Regions from separate parts of the Mus musculus genome. Here region 1 is linked to region 2. The links are chromatin contacts, called in public promoter capture Hi-C maps. All regions are on one chromosome and are shown on one strand. The core of a region is the stretch at or near the end of the contact, and the rest is flanking DNA. Distances in the headings are between cores, read along the strand shown. Region 1 overlaps Cog5 (component of oligomeric golgi complex 5). Region 2 overlaps Gm40362 (a long non-coding RNA gene).

Evidence for each region. Promoter capture Hi-C pulls out the DNA fragments that hold promoters and counts their contacts.
Region 1: a promoter capture Hi-C map of hippocampal neurons shows a contact between it and region 2, with 3 times the contacts expected there. The contact joins two enhancer-like sites. A contact is called at or near these places in 12 of 39 promoter capture datasets (the 3T3-L1 cell line, 3T3-L1-derived adipocytes, the C10 cell line and 6 more), 1 of 15 datasets of contacts at CTCF or cohesin (the NIH/3T3 cell line), 2 of 484 Hi-C or Micro-C datasets (liver and nephron progenitors) and 12 of 115 datasets of contacts at active chromatin or transcription factors (the 230-238 cell line, the NIH/3T3 cell line, the SCID.adh cell line and 4 more).

Annotation. Positions count from the first base shown.
Region 1 is chr12:31,771,765-31,775,271 of GRCm38.p6, forward strand. All of the region lies in intron 7 of Cog5 (component of oligomeric golgi complex 5), which reads left to right. Among named protein-coding and RNA genes, the nearest start is that of Gpr22, 60 kb to the left of the region's middle. Within about 2 kb of position 1,882, at least 15 of the 459 cell types and tissues checked have an H3K27ac peak or open chromatin away from gene starts, as enhancers often do. A contact at or near this core is called in hippocampal neurons, where this site is marked.
Region 2 is chr12:31,507,093-31,510,438 of GRCm38.p6, forward strand. All of the region lies in intron 1 of Gm40362 (a long non-coding RNA gene), which reads left to right. Among named protein-coding and RNA genes, the nearest start is that of Gm40362, 9.1 kb to the left of the region's middle. Within about 2 kb of position 1,564, at least 13 of the 459 cell types and tissues checked have an H3K27ac peak or open chromatin away from gene starts, as enhancers often do. A contact at or near this core is called in hippocampal neurons, where this site is marked.

The DNA.
Region 1 (3,507 bases), core at 632-3,131, 260 kb after region 2:
TTAGCCACTAAGCTATCTCTTAAGCTCATTTAAAAAAATTTTTTTTTAATTTTATTTTATGATTTTTGGGTATTTTGCCTGTATATATGTCTGTATACCACATTCATTGCCTTGGATGTCAGAAGAAGGTGCAGATCCCCTGAAACTGGAGTTACAGATGATTGTGAACTGCCATGTAGGTTCTGACCATCAACTGTGGCTCCTTTAGAAGAGCAGCCAGTTCTCTGATTCACTGAGTTGTCTCTCCAACCACTGTTTTCTTTTCTTTTTCTTTTTTAATTTGCTTAAGTGTGTGGCTGTAACCCTAAAACAGAGGTCCTAAACACTGGTCGAAGAATCAGATATGTCTTCCTAGTGAGTGGTCAAGAGAAACACTAGAGATTACAGAATAAACACAAAACAACAACAAAAAAAGCAGATGACTTAGAACACCAAACGTACTGAAAAAGGACTACTAAGAATTAAATGCAGACCAAATAAATCTGGTGTGTGCAGGGAACCAAAGGCTATCATACTAAGCTTAACCTGGAGATAGGGAAAAATGATAAAATCATATGGAGGGAGGATACAGGATTTCTTAGAAGCAAGACCATTGGAAAATTCTGGGTGCTAAGTGGAGCTGATGAGAGCATGCTGACAGCAGGCAGCATGGATATTAAAGGAAGTCCAGACGGTGATAGAAAGCAGAGAGTAAAAGCTGAGAGGACGATCATTCAGAGTAACTGATGGGAGAATTGTGGTTCACCGTGTGCTTTTGTACATACATTTTACTGGAGCACTGCCAAGCTAATTTAACTGCAGACTGTCTAAGGCTGTGGCCCCTGATACAGCAGCAGAAGGCAGTATTTATGATGGAGGTAGCATAACCTATGACGTGTCAATCACTTAGGATTTGGCTCTTTACATTACTTCTGGTATTAGGTGATTGTCAAGTTTCATATGTGAACAGCATACCTGTAACGGCTACAAAATGCAGGAAAAGATGAGTGTGATGACTCTGGGGTGTGGGGGGTGTGTACGAGTGTGCACGCACACACGCTCACTCACACACATGCATACATTTAGGTCATGGGACATGGGGCAGGAGAGGTTGTTTAATTCCCTGGAGCTAGAGTTACACGTGGTTGATAATTGTTTAACATGGATTCTGAGATCCAAACTAGGGTGATCTGCAAAAGAAGCAAGCACTCCATGACTGGTTTTTACTATTCGTAGTTTCAAGATCATTGCAGTGTATACTTGAAACAATGCAGGTGACCATTTCAGTGACCTTACCTGGCATCTAGCCTACCTTCCTTTTAGGATAATGGGTTAGGTCTTTATTGTCATTTTTGACAGATGGTGTTACCTTTGTGCTTAGTGTTACAGCCTGAATGGCACTTCAATTGTGGAGTCAGTTGTGCTAAGGTCTAGGGTCCTCATACGGTCTGGGACCATGTTATATTTTCTTTTAAAACTTATTTTTTTAGAAAATGTACATAAACAATTTGATCTTTCTTTTTGTTTTTCTTTAGTCAATTGTACATTATCCATGTTTAGGTTGATATAGCCTGCTAGCTTACTAAATCATTACCATACCATTTCTATTTTCAAAATCATAAATCTTGTAGGTACATAGAAACTGTTATGTCTCTCTGTGTATAAAAAAACCCCATAAACATATGTAAGTAAACTTCCAAAGTCAGCAGTTTTATTTCACATGAATAAGCCTTACAGTAAAGACGTAATTCTATATGCAAGTGATTTATAGTGGTATTACTGATACTTGACAAAAACTTGGGAAGGACTGGCATGCTTTCTGTGCGGTGGTGTGTGATAGATCTCAGTATTAGGGCAAAACTGCATAGAAGTCTCCGTCTCAGATGTGGGGAAGATCTGCCAGCCATCTTCAATCTTTTATTCTCTGCTGTTGACCCTCAGAGAGAAAATAGTATTTCAGCAGGCTCCATTACTTCAAGCTTTAAAACTAGCTTTCAAAAATAGGTGATGGAGATTTTGATCTGGATGAGTTCCTGCATCACCATAGATACCCGGCCCCCACAGGGAAACGATGACATTTTAATTAGCAAGATGGGTTTAACTTGTGAATTACAAGCTTTCCCAGCAAACAAGCACAGGGCTGGTGGAGGCTCTGGGAGGGTGAAGGAAGATAATGTTTGTGTCTTCAGAGGTCATCATCTGTACTCAGTTCTTTCAGGGCCTAGGACCTGGTCCTAGAGACCACAACTGAACAGCCTCACACTTGCCCTGTATCCCCAAGGCAGGAACCTCCTTGGTTAAGTCTGGGGTCCTGGTGGGTATCAGTTTTCAAACAACAGTCCTGTAAGAGTGCCCCCCAGTCAGGGTTCTGAACACAACTGTGTAGGACTATAGGCCATCAGAGAACAATTGCAGGGCTCACAGTGTGCACTCAGGCTCTCTGCTTACTTTGTGACTGAAAAGTCTGGTATTTGTCTTGAATAAATTCTCAGAGTTAACCAGTTTCTTAAGCTCTTAAAATAAATTGCTGGAAGTGTTAAACACAGTAGCATATATACTAAACATAGAAACAATATACTTCAGCAGGCAACTTTAAAACATGTTCTCCTCTCTTACATGGGACCTGATGAACATATTGTGATGTCCTTTTAAACATTATTTGTGACCATCTTTCTCCTTTGATTCCTAGTTTTGGTGACCACTATTCCCTTAGGTTCTGAGAGTGGACTTTTCAGCTCACACGAATGAGTGAGCCTGTGCATGTAGAGTCTGCCTTCAGTGTTTGCTTGGTTAAACACTGCCAATGGTGCTCTATCCGCTTGACGGCTGAGTAGGTTTGTGTTATATGTGCCACGGTTTATTCACTTGTCTACTGGTAGGTGCCTAAATTGTTTTCAATACTGTTGTTATTGTGACTAGTAATAAATAAAATTTGCACATAATTTTGTATTTATAGTGATTTTATCTCATTGAATGCATATGTGGGAGTGAAATCACTAGATGATAGAGTAGTTCTTTTTTAAGGATTTTTTTTGCTTTCTATTGCTCTTTCAAGAAGAGTTGTGTTTGCTAGGTATCCCGCCTTGTTACTCTCTCCTCCTTAGTTTTAGAGCCTGGCCTCACTGTCCATGGCCCTGTGCTTCTGGCCCCAGGCTTCAGCACTCTACCTGCCTTCACCCTTCATAGGCGTGGGTGTGGATGGCTGTGCCTAGCTTTTTTCTTGGATGCCTGGATATAAACTAGGTCTTCAATGTAATATAGCCAGTACTGTTAACACTGCATGTCTTTCTAGCTTACAAGTTTGATTTCTTTTGAGAAACAGTCCATCTCTAAAGTTCTGGCTAGCCTTGAAGTCACTTTGTGTAGCTCAGATAAGTTCCAGTCTCCTGAGTCCTGAGATTACTGGGTGTACCACTAAGCCTGACTTTGATTTTACTTTTCTGATATATATGTATATTTGTGTGTTAATACATGTGTATAAGCCGGGCGTGGTGGCGCACACCTTTAATCCCAGCACTTGGGAGGCAG
Region 2 (3,346 bases), core at 314-2,813:
TTCTTTTCTTCTTCTTCTTCATTTTTTAAGATTTATTTATTTGCTTTATGTATGTGAGTACACTGTAGCTGTCTAAGGACACACCAGAAGAGGGCATCGGATCCATTACAGATAGTTGTGAGCCACCACGTGGTTGCTGGGAATTGAACTCAGGACCTCTGGAAGAGCAGCCAGTGCTCTTAACCGCTGAGCCATCACTCCAGCCTGCATTCTTTTCTTAAGCAGTAATGGTGCATGAGTTGTTAGAGATGCATACTGATGAAGTCAGGATAGAATATAATGACACAGCAGCCACCTACAGCATCAGCAAGGTATAGGTAAGGCAGTCATAGCTGTGTGTTTATGGTGGCTGTACTGATGTGTAATCTTCATGTTAAAGACTGAACTTTTATGGCTTTCCCAAATCTGAATGTTGATATCTTCACACCCAGCTTTAAAAAGTTATTTATTATTACATGTGTGCATGAACCTCAGGTCATGTATGGAAGCTAGAGAACAATTTGTAGAGTAAGTCGGTTCTCTTTCCACTCTAATGTGGCTTCTAGGGATCAAACTCAGGTCTCCAGGGCTGAAAGGCAAGTAAGAACCTTTACCCACTAAGCCATCTTGCCATCCCCAACGTCCAGTTTTATGGTATTATAAGACTTCCAGTGGGTGATTAGCATTAGATTCAGGCACGTAGGTGGAGATAAACAAACTGCTTCCTTGGAAACCTGTTGGTGTTTGAGTCTCATCTCCAGGGCACTAAAGCACACCACCATCTGCTTGCCTCCCTTATACAGATACATAATGCTGGCTTCTTTAATTGCACAGGTGACTTGCTGCTGTAGAGCTGTGGGTACAGTGGTGAGAGTTTGGCTCTGCAGTGTCTCTCTGACTGATCTTGGAAACTTCCCAAACGTCTCCTTGTCTTAAGTCTCTTTGTCTTTCAAGTAGAGATGATCGTCTCGGTCTGCAGGGGACTTTAGGAAGTGAAATTGACCAGTGACTTTAACTAGCCATAGTCCCCATCATTTCCTTTCTCAGGTAAATAAAAAATTTCTAGACTCAAACCTGTTTAAGGAGATAATGTCCACTAGGTGGCACCAGCCCATGGGTAAATAAAATATCCCAAGATTCTGTAGTCAAAAAATTGGAAATTATAAGGAAACAAAACTGCAGTAGTACTAATTAATGTTCGTATCTACATATAAGTTTTCTGTACTCTCCCCCCAAACTAAGACGGTAAAGCATAAGACAGTAAAGTTTTGTTCTGATTTGTGACTCAAGGCCCCTGTGTGGATACAGTTATCCTTGGGCTTGTGTTTTGCAGAAACCTTCTTGGTTTTTGTTTTTTGGGTTTTGTTTGATGTTTATTTTGCTGATAAGGTATGATTTGGAAAAGTCCCCTCTTGAAAACCAGTGGTTTTTGTATAGCCGTTGTCTTTCCTGATTACTCCTTTACTCGGGATTTACTGACTGTTTGCTGTGTGTCTGACACTGTTGCAGGCCCTGTGATAGAACTCTGGCTAGGTACGATACTGCTCCAGATGCACGGACAGGTTGTGATGACAGAGTTAGCAGGCGGGCACCCAGGACAGTGACTGGGGAGACTTCATGAGTCAGACCCTCTGACTGTGCTGCTGCGGTCACAGTCAGAACCTTGCCAGCTTACTCAAATGCTGTTTTCTCATGCTCTCCACAATCCTCCTTCCAACACAGCATCTCAGAATTGCTGAAATGGTGACCCTCTCCCCCTTGGGAGAAAACAACTGCTTCTTGTGTTCCCAGCTTTCACCCTCTACCCACTATTAAGCTTTGCAGCCTCTAGAAACTTGCTTTCATTTATTTTTGGTTTGCCTTTGAGGAAGGATCTCTTTGTGTAGCCCCTAAGCTGACCTCAAACTCATGTTTCTCCTGCCCTCACCTGCCTTTTTTTGGGATTATAGTATCACATCTATTTTGTAACTTGCTTCCTAGTGGGGTAAAACTGACACTGTTCACACAACAATTTCGGACAGGTTCTATGCTCTGAAGTGCTTAGAGCAGGTCATGTAGGGTAAAGCACAGACCATGCTTAGAGTAGAGCACTGTGGCATAGAGCAGCCATGGCACAGGATGGCGAATGCATATGTATGCTCTGGGCAGAGAATGTCTTGTTGGGAAGATGCGACCTGGGAAATAAGAAATCCATAGTCTTTGCTTAAAAACTTCAAGAAGTTAGGTTAGAGGAAGAGCTAAGTGCAAAGGTGTTGAAGGACGTGGCTGCTGAAAGGACAGAGCGATGCTAGTGTGCCTAGAATCTTATGATTTCCTGAGGGCTGGCTGGGGAAATGACTTCCGGGAGGAGAGGTGCCCATGCACTAACAGATTTGGCTCAGAACAGAATGATGAACTTAACACAGGAAAGGAGTGGAACTTCTTGCACAAATAGAGGGGCTTCCTTGATGGGAGCTGAAACACCTACCTTACAGTTCCTTTCCTTAGTTTAAAGAATTTTTCTCTCCATTTTCTCATTCCATCTGATTATTTCTTCTCTTCTACTTTCCGCACCACCCTTTAGTTAAGCTTGTCTGCAGGGCTCGTGCAGAGTACTCTTATAGTTGTCTATGAAATATTTTCCTGTAGCAGTCTTATTCAGCCTAGAGCCCTAGACTGCACACTCTCCTCTCCATCTCCCAAATTCACATCTCCCCTGGCTTTTTAATTTAGCTGTTGTAATGGTTTCAATAGGTGTGGCCCCCATAGCCTCATGTGTTTGAATACTTGCTCCATAGGGAGTGGCACTATTTCGGGGATATGGCCTTGTTGAAGGAAGTATATCACTGTAGGGGCAGGCTTTGAGATCTCCTGTGCTCAAGCTATGCCCAATGTGGCTCACTGTCTCTTCCTGCTTCCTGTGGATCAAGATAGAGAACTCTCAGCTCCTTCTCCAGCACCATGTTAGCCTGGATGCTGCCATGCTTTCCACCATGATGACAATGGACTGAGCCTCTGAACTGTAAACCAGCCCCACCTAAATGTTTTCCTCTGAAAGAGTTGCCTTGGTCATGGTGTCTCTTCACAGCAATGGGAACCCTATCTAAGATAGCTGCTCTTTTGTTTTTGTTTTTGTTTGTTTAGTTTGGTTTTTCAAGACAGGGTTTCTCTGTGCAGCCCTGGTGGTCCTGGAACTCACTTTGTAGACCAGACTGATCTTGAATTTAGAGATCCTCCTGCCTCTGCATCCCAAATGCTGGAATCAAAGGCATGCACACACACACACACACACACACACACACACACACACACACCCCAGGTCTTTTAGTTGCTTACTTGACACTTTATTTGTATAAACACATCTTTAACTTAACACACCCAAAATGAG